2 separate regions of the Macaca mulatta genome follow, and region 1 is linked to region 2. A link is a contact called in public Hi-C data. All regions are on one chromosome and are shown on one strand. The core of a region is the stretch at or near the end of the contact, and the rest is flanking DNA. Distances in the headings are between cores, read along the strand shown. Region 1 holds the start of ZEB1 (zinc finger E-box binding homeobox 1). Region 2 holds the start of ZNF438 (zinc finger protein 438).

What was found. A called contact is a pair of places that touch in the nucleus more often than the background predicts.
Region 1: a Hi-C map of liver shows a contact between it and region 2, with 3 times the contacts expected there. The contact joins the promoter of ZEB1 here to the promoter of ZNF438 in region 2. A contact is called at or near these places in 6 of 14 Hi-C or Micro-C datasets (CD4 T cells, blood, fetal cortex germinal zone and 3 more).

What each region holds. Positions count from the first base shown.
Region 1 is chr9:32,703,194-32,707,329 of T2T-MMU8v2.0, reverse strand. ZEB1 (zinc finger E-box binding homeobox 1) reads right to left here and starts at 2,746. Exons shown (of 12, transcript XM_077946171.1): 1 at 2,670-2,746.
Region 2 is chr9:32,423,082-32,427,628 of T2T-MMU8v2.0, reverse strand. It overlaps ZNF438 (zinc finger protein 438), which reads left to right and starts at 1,474. Exons shown (of 6, transcript XM_077946170.1): 1 at 1,474-1,506. It also overlaps the pseudogene LOC144331422.

The sequences.
Region 1 (4,136 bases), core at 1,497-3,996, 280 kb before region 2:
AAACACTGACATCAAGCATGGTAAATAAATCCCTCCCTTGAGAATGAAAGCAGCAGACAGGAGGGGGCTGACATACATGCAGGAGAAAACTAAACACCATCTTTTTTCTACCTGCACAAGTTGCCATTTGCTGCAGCGATCAAGAACCTCTTTTTCTTCTTGATTTCAAGTACCTTTCAGGATCGCTTTTCCCCCCTTAAGTCATCTGTTGATATGCCTTACAAGTGTAATATTCATATCACAGGATCTTAAGGAGAAAAATCCATTCTTTCCTGTTCAGGTAAACATGTTTACAGCAGCTGCACAGACGCTGGGTGGTTCAGACTCACATGTCACACACATGTCGTCAGCAACAAGAAAAGCCCCTTTCTCTGGCGATCAACATTTTAAATAAGGTAAAAAGCGAACAGCTCTTTCCGAACCAACTTACCTTTCATAAAGCCACATCAGCAACAGCGGCAACAGCTCAATATAGAACACACACTATTTGACGCTAAAACAGGAAATTAAAATTGCAATAGCCTATGCTCCACTCCTTGCTATAACAAGTCATCTCTCCACAATGAGGATACCAAAATACCTTTCGATTATAATCAATATACGTCTTTAAAATGCAAGTGTTTATTTGAATAATTAAAATCACTCATGAAAGCAGTGATTTTAATGTCGACTCGAATATATTAAAAACATATTTATGGATTGAAAGGAAACATCTTGAAACAGCTTAAAAATCTTCGTATCTGCTTCTAGACAGGAAATCCCACACAAAATCTAAAATTGCCAGGAAAGGTTACAAAACCTCGCGTTTCGCATCCCAGAGGGGAGGGAGAAAGGGAGCCCAGGCGCGGGGGGTGGGGCGGGGGAGCAAGAGAGAGTTTTCTCCTAAATACGTATTTCCTCGTTTTCTCGACGCTGCAGCGGTCCCCTTATAGACGCATTTATTGCCCCTCTCTTAAAAGTCGTTTTAAAAATAACGCAGGAACCAAAGCGAGCCCCTCGGTCCGAAATGTACGTGTAATTCCTTATATAGCCTGGGCTGCGGCCGGCGGCAGGGCCGTTGCCGCCCATTATTATACAAACAGGTACCCGGGCGGCGCTGGCGGGGGCTGCTCTCCCCGCGCTCCCGCCGCCCCCGGGCGGACAAGTCTCGCCCCTCTCGCCACAGGAACTGTCCAGACAATAACAATCAGCAGACATTTCCCTGCTGCACGAGAGGGAGAGAAAGCACAGCATCGCCCCGAGATAACCAGAAATACAATCAACTTACAACTCTCCAAACTGGAAAAGGCGACTGTGCAACCACCACCACATGTTCAGGTCTCGATCCCTCGGGCTGTGTGTCTCTCTCTCTCTCTCTTTTTTTTAACTCTCACGCCAGGCAGAGGGGTGTGTGTTTCCCCTGGCACAGCAGCACAAATCAATAAACACTGCAGCTGCGGCGCGAGTAGCAGCCCCGCGCGTCCGTCGGTCCGTCCGCCCCCTCCCCCCACCCTCCTTCCACCCGAGACCCAGAGCGCCATCCAAGCCCCATTATCCGGCTTCAGCGCTCCGTGCGTCCGGCCCAGGTAACAACTTCCCCAAAAAGCGAAAGAGAAAAGCGAGAGGCGCACGCACACCGGCCCATCCCGGCGCAGAGACCGCGTCTGCCCCGGGAGGGGGATCTGTCTGTGGTGCTTCCCGGTCTCTAAGCCCAGGTAACAACTCCGCAAACACACCCGCCGCCCAGCTCGCCTCCATCCGCGCGGCTCCCGGTGGCGTTAAGTAGGTGCCTTTCCTGCCCTGTCCCCGCGCCTCCCCGCCGCGCCCCGCCAAACGTGGACCCCAATCGCGGGGCTCGTAGCGGAGTCCCCAGGCCGGGGCTCTGGGCCCGGCGGCGGGAGGCGCCGGAAAGGAGGGGCGCTTAGGCACCCGCGCCCCCGCCTCTAATCCCCGTTCCGCGAGCGCGCCCGGCCCGCGGGTCCCAACTTTACCGCCGCCGGCCAAGCCCTGTCCGCCCGCGGCGCGCACCGCCGGCGCCCGCGCACACGCGCGCACGGACCCCACGCAACCCGCGGTCGTCCCGTCCCGCCGCCGCCCGCCCGCCGCGCGCCCACAGCCCGGCCCGAGTCGCGGGGCCCGAACGACGGCGCCAGCCGGGGCCGCGGCGCGCGGAAGCCACTTTGCACGGTCAGCGCCGGGCACAAGTTTGTTCTGCGGCTCCCGGGTGCTTGGGCGCTGAGGGAGAATCCCGCCGAGGGGGCCGGGAGGAAGTGCAGAGGGAGGCGCCGAAGGGTACAAGAGTGGGGAAAAGTGCCGAAAGAAGCAACAGCCGCTCCACCCGGGACCAGAAAAGTGGCCAGCGCGTCCCGGCCGCCCGCCCTGCGCCGGGGATGCGGCGGCGCCGGCGGCGGCTAACGGTCCAGGGAGGCGGCAGGGGCGGCTGGAGCCGCTAGGCGGAGAGAGACCAGGTAAGAGACATAACGGTTCAGGGAGAGCGAGCGGCCGCGGCGCGGCTCCGGCAGCGACGGCAGCGGAGGGGGGCAGAGAGCACTACTTTCTACTTTCCCACTCCACTTTGCCGTCCCTGCCCCGGCCGCCCCCAGCCCGGCTCGCCCCTCTCACCCCCGGGGGCGCCCCGGCTGCCCGGCTCCCCCTGACTCCGCTGCTCCCCGGTCCCCTCCGCCACTCACCGTTATTGCGCCGCGGGTTCGCCTGCTTTCTGCGCTTACACCTGGGGCCATCCGCCATGATCCTCTCGCTTGTGTCTAAATGCTCGAGTCACCTCCTCCCCCTCCCTCCCCCTTCCCCCCCACCCCTCCGCCTCCACCCCTCCCCCCTCCCCACCGCACCTGGTTTACGACACTCCCGGCTTTACGACATCACCTTCCTTACACCTAGAGGCGCTCGCTCTACGGCCGGAACCTTGTTGCTAGGGACTGGGCGGTTTGCGGCAACCGTGGGCACTGGTGAATTTGAATTGAGGGGCGAGGGAAAAGTTTTCCTCAGGTGTGGTGGGGTGAGGGAGGCGGGTGTTGGGAAACCGTGGGGACGTGGTCAGAAAGGCGACGGGCTGTCGGAGTTGGAAAGGTAAAGTTGGAGGCTCGGCGGCGTCCTGCCTCCGCGCTGGCCACACCCGCCGCGGCTGCCCTGGGCAGGGAGAGATCTGGCTGATTCTCTCTGGACCCTGTGCCCTCGGAGCTGCCCCTCCGAGCGCCCAGAGGTCCCCGCCTGCCTGCTTCCTGGAGGCAGGGCTACCATCAGTCCCACGCCTCGCGTGTCAGCCCCGCGCACCCCGGGGCCAAGGAAAGGGATCGCGGTCTGGACTCCCCGGGGAGTTCCCTTGAAGAGGGGAAGGGCAGTTTCGGGGACGGCGAGGACATGCGGCGCCCGGAGAGAGGCTACCTGACCCGCGCAGCCCGGACTCCCTTCCCTTCCCTTCCAGGGACGCCCGGTTTCCCCCCAAGCGAACCAGGATGGGAAGTGACTTCAATGAGATTGAACTTCAGCTGGACTGAAAGAGAGGCTAGAAGTTCCGCTTGCCAGCAGCCTCGTTAGTAGAGCGGAATGAGTAATACCCACACGGTGCTTGTCTCACTTCCCCATCGGCACCCGGCCCTCACCTGCTGTCACCTCGGCCTCCCCCACCCGGTCCGCCCTCCCCGCCCTCCTCCTCGCGTAGATCCCTGGGATCCTAGGCGGCAGGACTCAGAGCTAAGCCTGTATCCACAGGCCATGAATTCCTTCCTAAATGAGCGGTCATCGCTGTGCAGGACCTTAAGGCAAGAAGCATCGGCTGACAGATGTGATCTCTGAACCTGACAGATTGCTGATTTTATCTTATTTTATCCTTGACTTGGTACAAGTTTGGGGATTTCTGAAAAGACCACGCAGATAACCACAAATATCAAGAAAGTTGTCTTCAGTGTTCAGTAGAATTTAGATTTAGGTTTCCTTCCTGCTTCCCACCTCCTTCGAATAAGGAAACGTCTTTGGGACCAACTTTATGGAATAAATGAGCTGTATGCCAAATAATATAGTTATAAATTAACAATGTAGGGGTTATTGATAGAGAAACGGAGAAAACTGAAACATGACCAGAGTATTGGAAATAACGTAGTACATCACCTAGTACAGTGACACATAATAGGTGCTCAATA
Region 2 (4,547 bases), core at 225-2,724:
GAGCCTTCATTTTTTCCGTCTATTGAGCCCCCTTTTTTAACCAGAACTCTGTTTCTGAGGGCATAAAAGAGCAAAGAGGCCGGGCGCGGTGGCTCACACCTGTAATCCCAGCACTTCGGGAGGCCGAGGCGGGCGGATCACGAGGTCAAGAAATGGAGACCATCCTGGCTAACACGGTGAAACCCTGTCTTTACTAAAAAAACAAAAAATGAGCCGGGTGTGGTGGCGGGCGCCTGTAGTCTCAGCTACTCAGGAGGCTGGGGCAGGTGAATGGAGTGAACCCGGGAGACGGAGCTGGCACTGAGCCAAGATCGCGCCACTGCGCTCCAGCCTGGGCAACAAAGCGAGACCCCGTCTCAAAAAAAAAAAAAAAAAAAAAAATTAGCCGGCTGCGGTGGCGCGCGCCTGTAATCCCAGCTACCCAGGAGGCTGAGGCAGGAGAATCGCTTGAACCCGGGAGGCGGAGGGTGCAATGAGTCGAGATCGCGCCACTGCACTCCAGCCTGGGAGACAGAAACACTCGTCTCAAACAAACAAAAAAGTGGGGAGCAGAGAGTGGGGCGTGGACACGGGAAGGTATCGTGAGATGACTGGATGGGGGGGCTGGAAAGTTTGTCCTGGCGAAGAAGTGAACATGTTTATCCGGATCACCGTTTGTTAAACTTAATGGAGGTGAACAGCAACCCGTGAGTAGCTTCACCCAGCCGAAACGGGAAATCCGGCAGGCCAGGCAGAAGCTGAAATCTGCAAGGAACGGGCTGGGCTGGAGGCGGCACCAGGGCAGGAGGGGTAGGTGGGGGCCCGCGGGAGCCACGAGCCGGAGCCGGAAGGGCGGGACCCAGGGGGCAGGGCCTAACCAGGCGTGGGCGGGGCCGAGTCAAGAGATGGGCGGGGTCTGGGCGGAGTCTACCGGGAGCCGCGTCGAGCCGGGGCGGAGCGAAGACCCCTGGGAGAGCTGTCTTCTCAGGGCTGAGGAACGGCCTGCACCTGATGGAGAGCAAATGGCTGTTTCCACACGTGGAGAACTTTTAACGAACACGTGAGGAAGGCGGGCAATGTCTGTGGAAAAACTACCTCACAACCCAGGCGTCCTACTCCAGCCCCCAGGGCGACAGCTTGTTTACAGTATTTCTGAAGGTCTCCGTCCCCTTTTTTCGGCCCCTCCTCCTACGCTAACCCCGGCTTCGGGCTTTGAGTGAGGCTTTGGTAGAGGAGAGGCCGCCGCAGGCGCCCCGGCCGAAGAAGCCCACTGGCATGCGGGTTCTGAGGCCTTCTGCGCCCGCGCGCGGTGTCCGCGACGGGGCGGTGCGTGGAGGTCGGGGGCGTGGAGCTCGGGGGCGTGGAGCTCGGGGGCGTGGAGCTCGGGGGCGTGTCTCCTGCCGCAGCGCCGTGGGCGGGGCGAGGGCGGAGCCTGGGGGCCCAGTGGCCCGCGCCGGCTGGCCTGACCTCCCGGAACGCTGGGCCCGTGACGTCACCCCGCCGTGACGCGCACGCTGTAGGAAAACTGTAAGTTTACGAGGATTCCTGCAGCTCCTTGGGCTTGTGGGGCCCGCTGGCAGCTGGCAGCCCCGGCGGTGGTGGTGGCTGTAGGGGCGTCAGTTCCTTGGGTAGCCGCCGATTGTGACGAAGGGACAGGTGCCTGCTCAGAGTGGCAGCGCGCCCTGCTGGGCGGGAGGGATCTGGGGTGCGGGAGGCGAGGCCGCGCCCCGTGGGGCAGGGCTAGCACCTTTTCCCCTGGGGCGGGGAGCGTCCCCGAGCCTGGGAGCGAGGCCTTAGAAGGGGCGGAAAGTCCAAATGGAGAGTACCTTTTTTTCTTCTGTGATAAAGGGACTTAGATTCCTCTTCTCCCTCTCAGCCCTGGAGTTTGACACGTGAAGTCGGGGATGGAGGATTCCTCTCAGAGACTAGGAATCCTATGTCCTGGCCGTTGGGATCTCGCAAGTGACCAAGTCGTCGTGGACACATTTATAAGATAACCACTTGCTGCCTTAGTTTTCTTTTTGTGTAAAATGGAGGTACAGCAGCCTCTGGCCTCCCTAATGGTCGTTCCCACAGCACTAGGAACACGTGAGATAACACAAGTGTGTAAATTTGCTAGGAGAAAGCGTATACACAGACACTTGGTTATTCTGAGGAATGTGGTAGCCGCTGGCCATTTGACCAGGAATCTTGTAGACGGGGAAGTTTTTCACTATTTTGCCTACCCCCGACAACCTTCCATCCATCTGATCCTATACCACACTGCAGCCTGTTGGGTGATATGAACTGTTGTCACTAAACTTGATAGAATGAGGATCCCAAGAAATAACAGGTATCGTTAGCATGGTACTCTTGACAATTACAATGCCCCCGTTGTCTGGGTTTTGCAGAGGAAGCTTTCAGTATGCTGGAACTAGCACATTATACACAACATAGACTCACTGAGTTTTAAGGATTGCTGTAAAAAATTAAAAGAATGAGAATATCCAATCATCATATCCGACTGCTTGAATATTTTGGTCAAGGGGTAGTACATTATCGATTAGTTGTTTCTAGACTATAATGCCTCTCAAACTCCGGGACTAGTATTTGTCAGGAACTTTGAAGGGAAGAATACTGTGCACACTTCAGGGTGTATTTATACAGGAGCTCGAGAGTTCACATTTCTGTAAATTCGTTTCAGGAGTGTGATATCCTTTCATCCGGGTGGGAGGAGCCTTTGAATCAGAAAGCAGGGCTTCTAATTTTTGTTCTATTCGTTAACTAGCTTCGCATCCAAGGACAAGTCACCCAAACTTGGAACTGTGTTTTTCTTATCTAAAATGAGAGCTGATGGTATATCTGCTGCTGGTTTTTCCAGGATCGAATGAGATCACGAGTGTGTAAATGAAAGGCTTTCTAAGTGTGCTATTGTTATTAGGAGATTTGCATTGGTCGCCTAGCCTGGATGAGATGTGAGTCAGAAATCTCTAGAAATAGAGCAGTAAAGAAGACAGCCTCCAGCCTAGCAGGGCTCATGTTGCAGTGGGAAATAAACGAACAATACGTGCATAATGTAATTTCACATAGTCCTAAGTGCAGTGAAGGGGAGGAAGAAGAGAGGAGGACAGTGGGGGAACAGGGAAAGTTGTTTTTGGTAGGATCTGTCAGGAAGAGCCATTCAAATGCGGGGACAGTTGAATCAATTGAAGTGTGAGGGAAAAAGCCTGAGGTTAGAAGGTTTCAGAGAGGAATAATAATAGCAATGAACACTTAAAAAAAGTAGAGCTTACCATATGTAAGGCACTATTGTGAACACTAAATTAGAGTTTTACAAGTCTCATGGTATAATCTAATATCTCCATTTCATAGATGAGGCAACTGACACACAGAAAGGTTAAGAATTTGCCAAAGGTTGCACAGCTAAAACGCTGTAGAGACTATTTGAACGTGGGTGGTCTGACGTCAGAGTCCAGGCTCCAGGTTACTGTAGTTTTGGCCTCACAGCAGGAACAGCACAGGACAATGCTCTGAGGTGGCCCAGACACAGCGAGAGTGTTTAGAGTACAGCAGGGAAGGGGGAAAGTGGTGGCCAATGATGGTCAAGGGCCAAGGCAGGCCGTGGGGTCCCTTGTAGGCTGTGGTGAAGTAAAGGTGTTATTCTAACTGTGGTGGAAAACCACTGGAAGGTTTGCATCAAGGGACTGGTGTCTGGTTTAAGTTTTATTATATGGAGAATTAACTGTAGATTAGAGTGGGTGGGGTGGAGTGAAAATGGGGGAAAGCTGCTGTGCCCTGCGGGTGAGATGATGGTGGTTTGGGCTGGGGTAGGTGGTTGTGGAGATGATGGTCGGCGGTAGAACTGATGATGCATTTTGAAGGTAGAGCGGACGGGATGAGCTGATGTGGAATTTGAGGAAAAGGGAGAAGTGGTGATTTCTTAGGGTTAGCCTGGAACAACTGGAAGTATAGTGGTGCTGTTTACTGAGGAAAATTACAAATTTAGTTTTGCACAAGTTCTAAATGCCTGTTAGACGTAGTCATAACAACAGTGCTAGTGAAAATAGTAAGTACTATGTAAGTGTAAACCAAGTCCCAGGCAGGGTTTTAACTACTTTTACCTATATTAATTCATTTAATCATCATAAGAATTATATGTGCAAGCAACCATTATTGTCCCCATTTTACACATGAGAAAATAGAGGCAAAAAGAGGTTATAAGTGACTTGTCTGAAGTCACCCAGATTGTGAGTGATGTAGCTCGGATTCAAACCTAAGCAGTGTGGCTTTGGAGTCCATGCATTGAATCCCTGTAACCACCTCCGAGTGGACATGTTGAGTATGCATGCCTGTGAATTTGGAACTCAGGGGAAGGTCAGGGTTGCAGATACCCATTTATTTTTCTGAAGAGAAAGCCTGCTTTTATTTTTCATCTAAGCTTTGGTTGGCTGTGGGAGAAAGATTATAGGCAGTGGGACTGTGCTAACTGGTCTTTCATTATGTACCTGACTGGGTTCATGCAGCCAGTATCTGGTATTCCCCTGCCCATTCTGCCACTGTAGGTTCCATAGGGGCAAGGTCTATCTCTT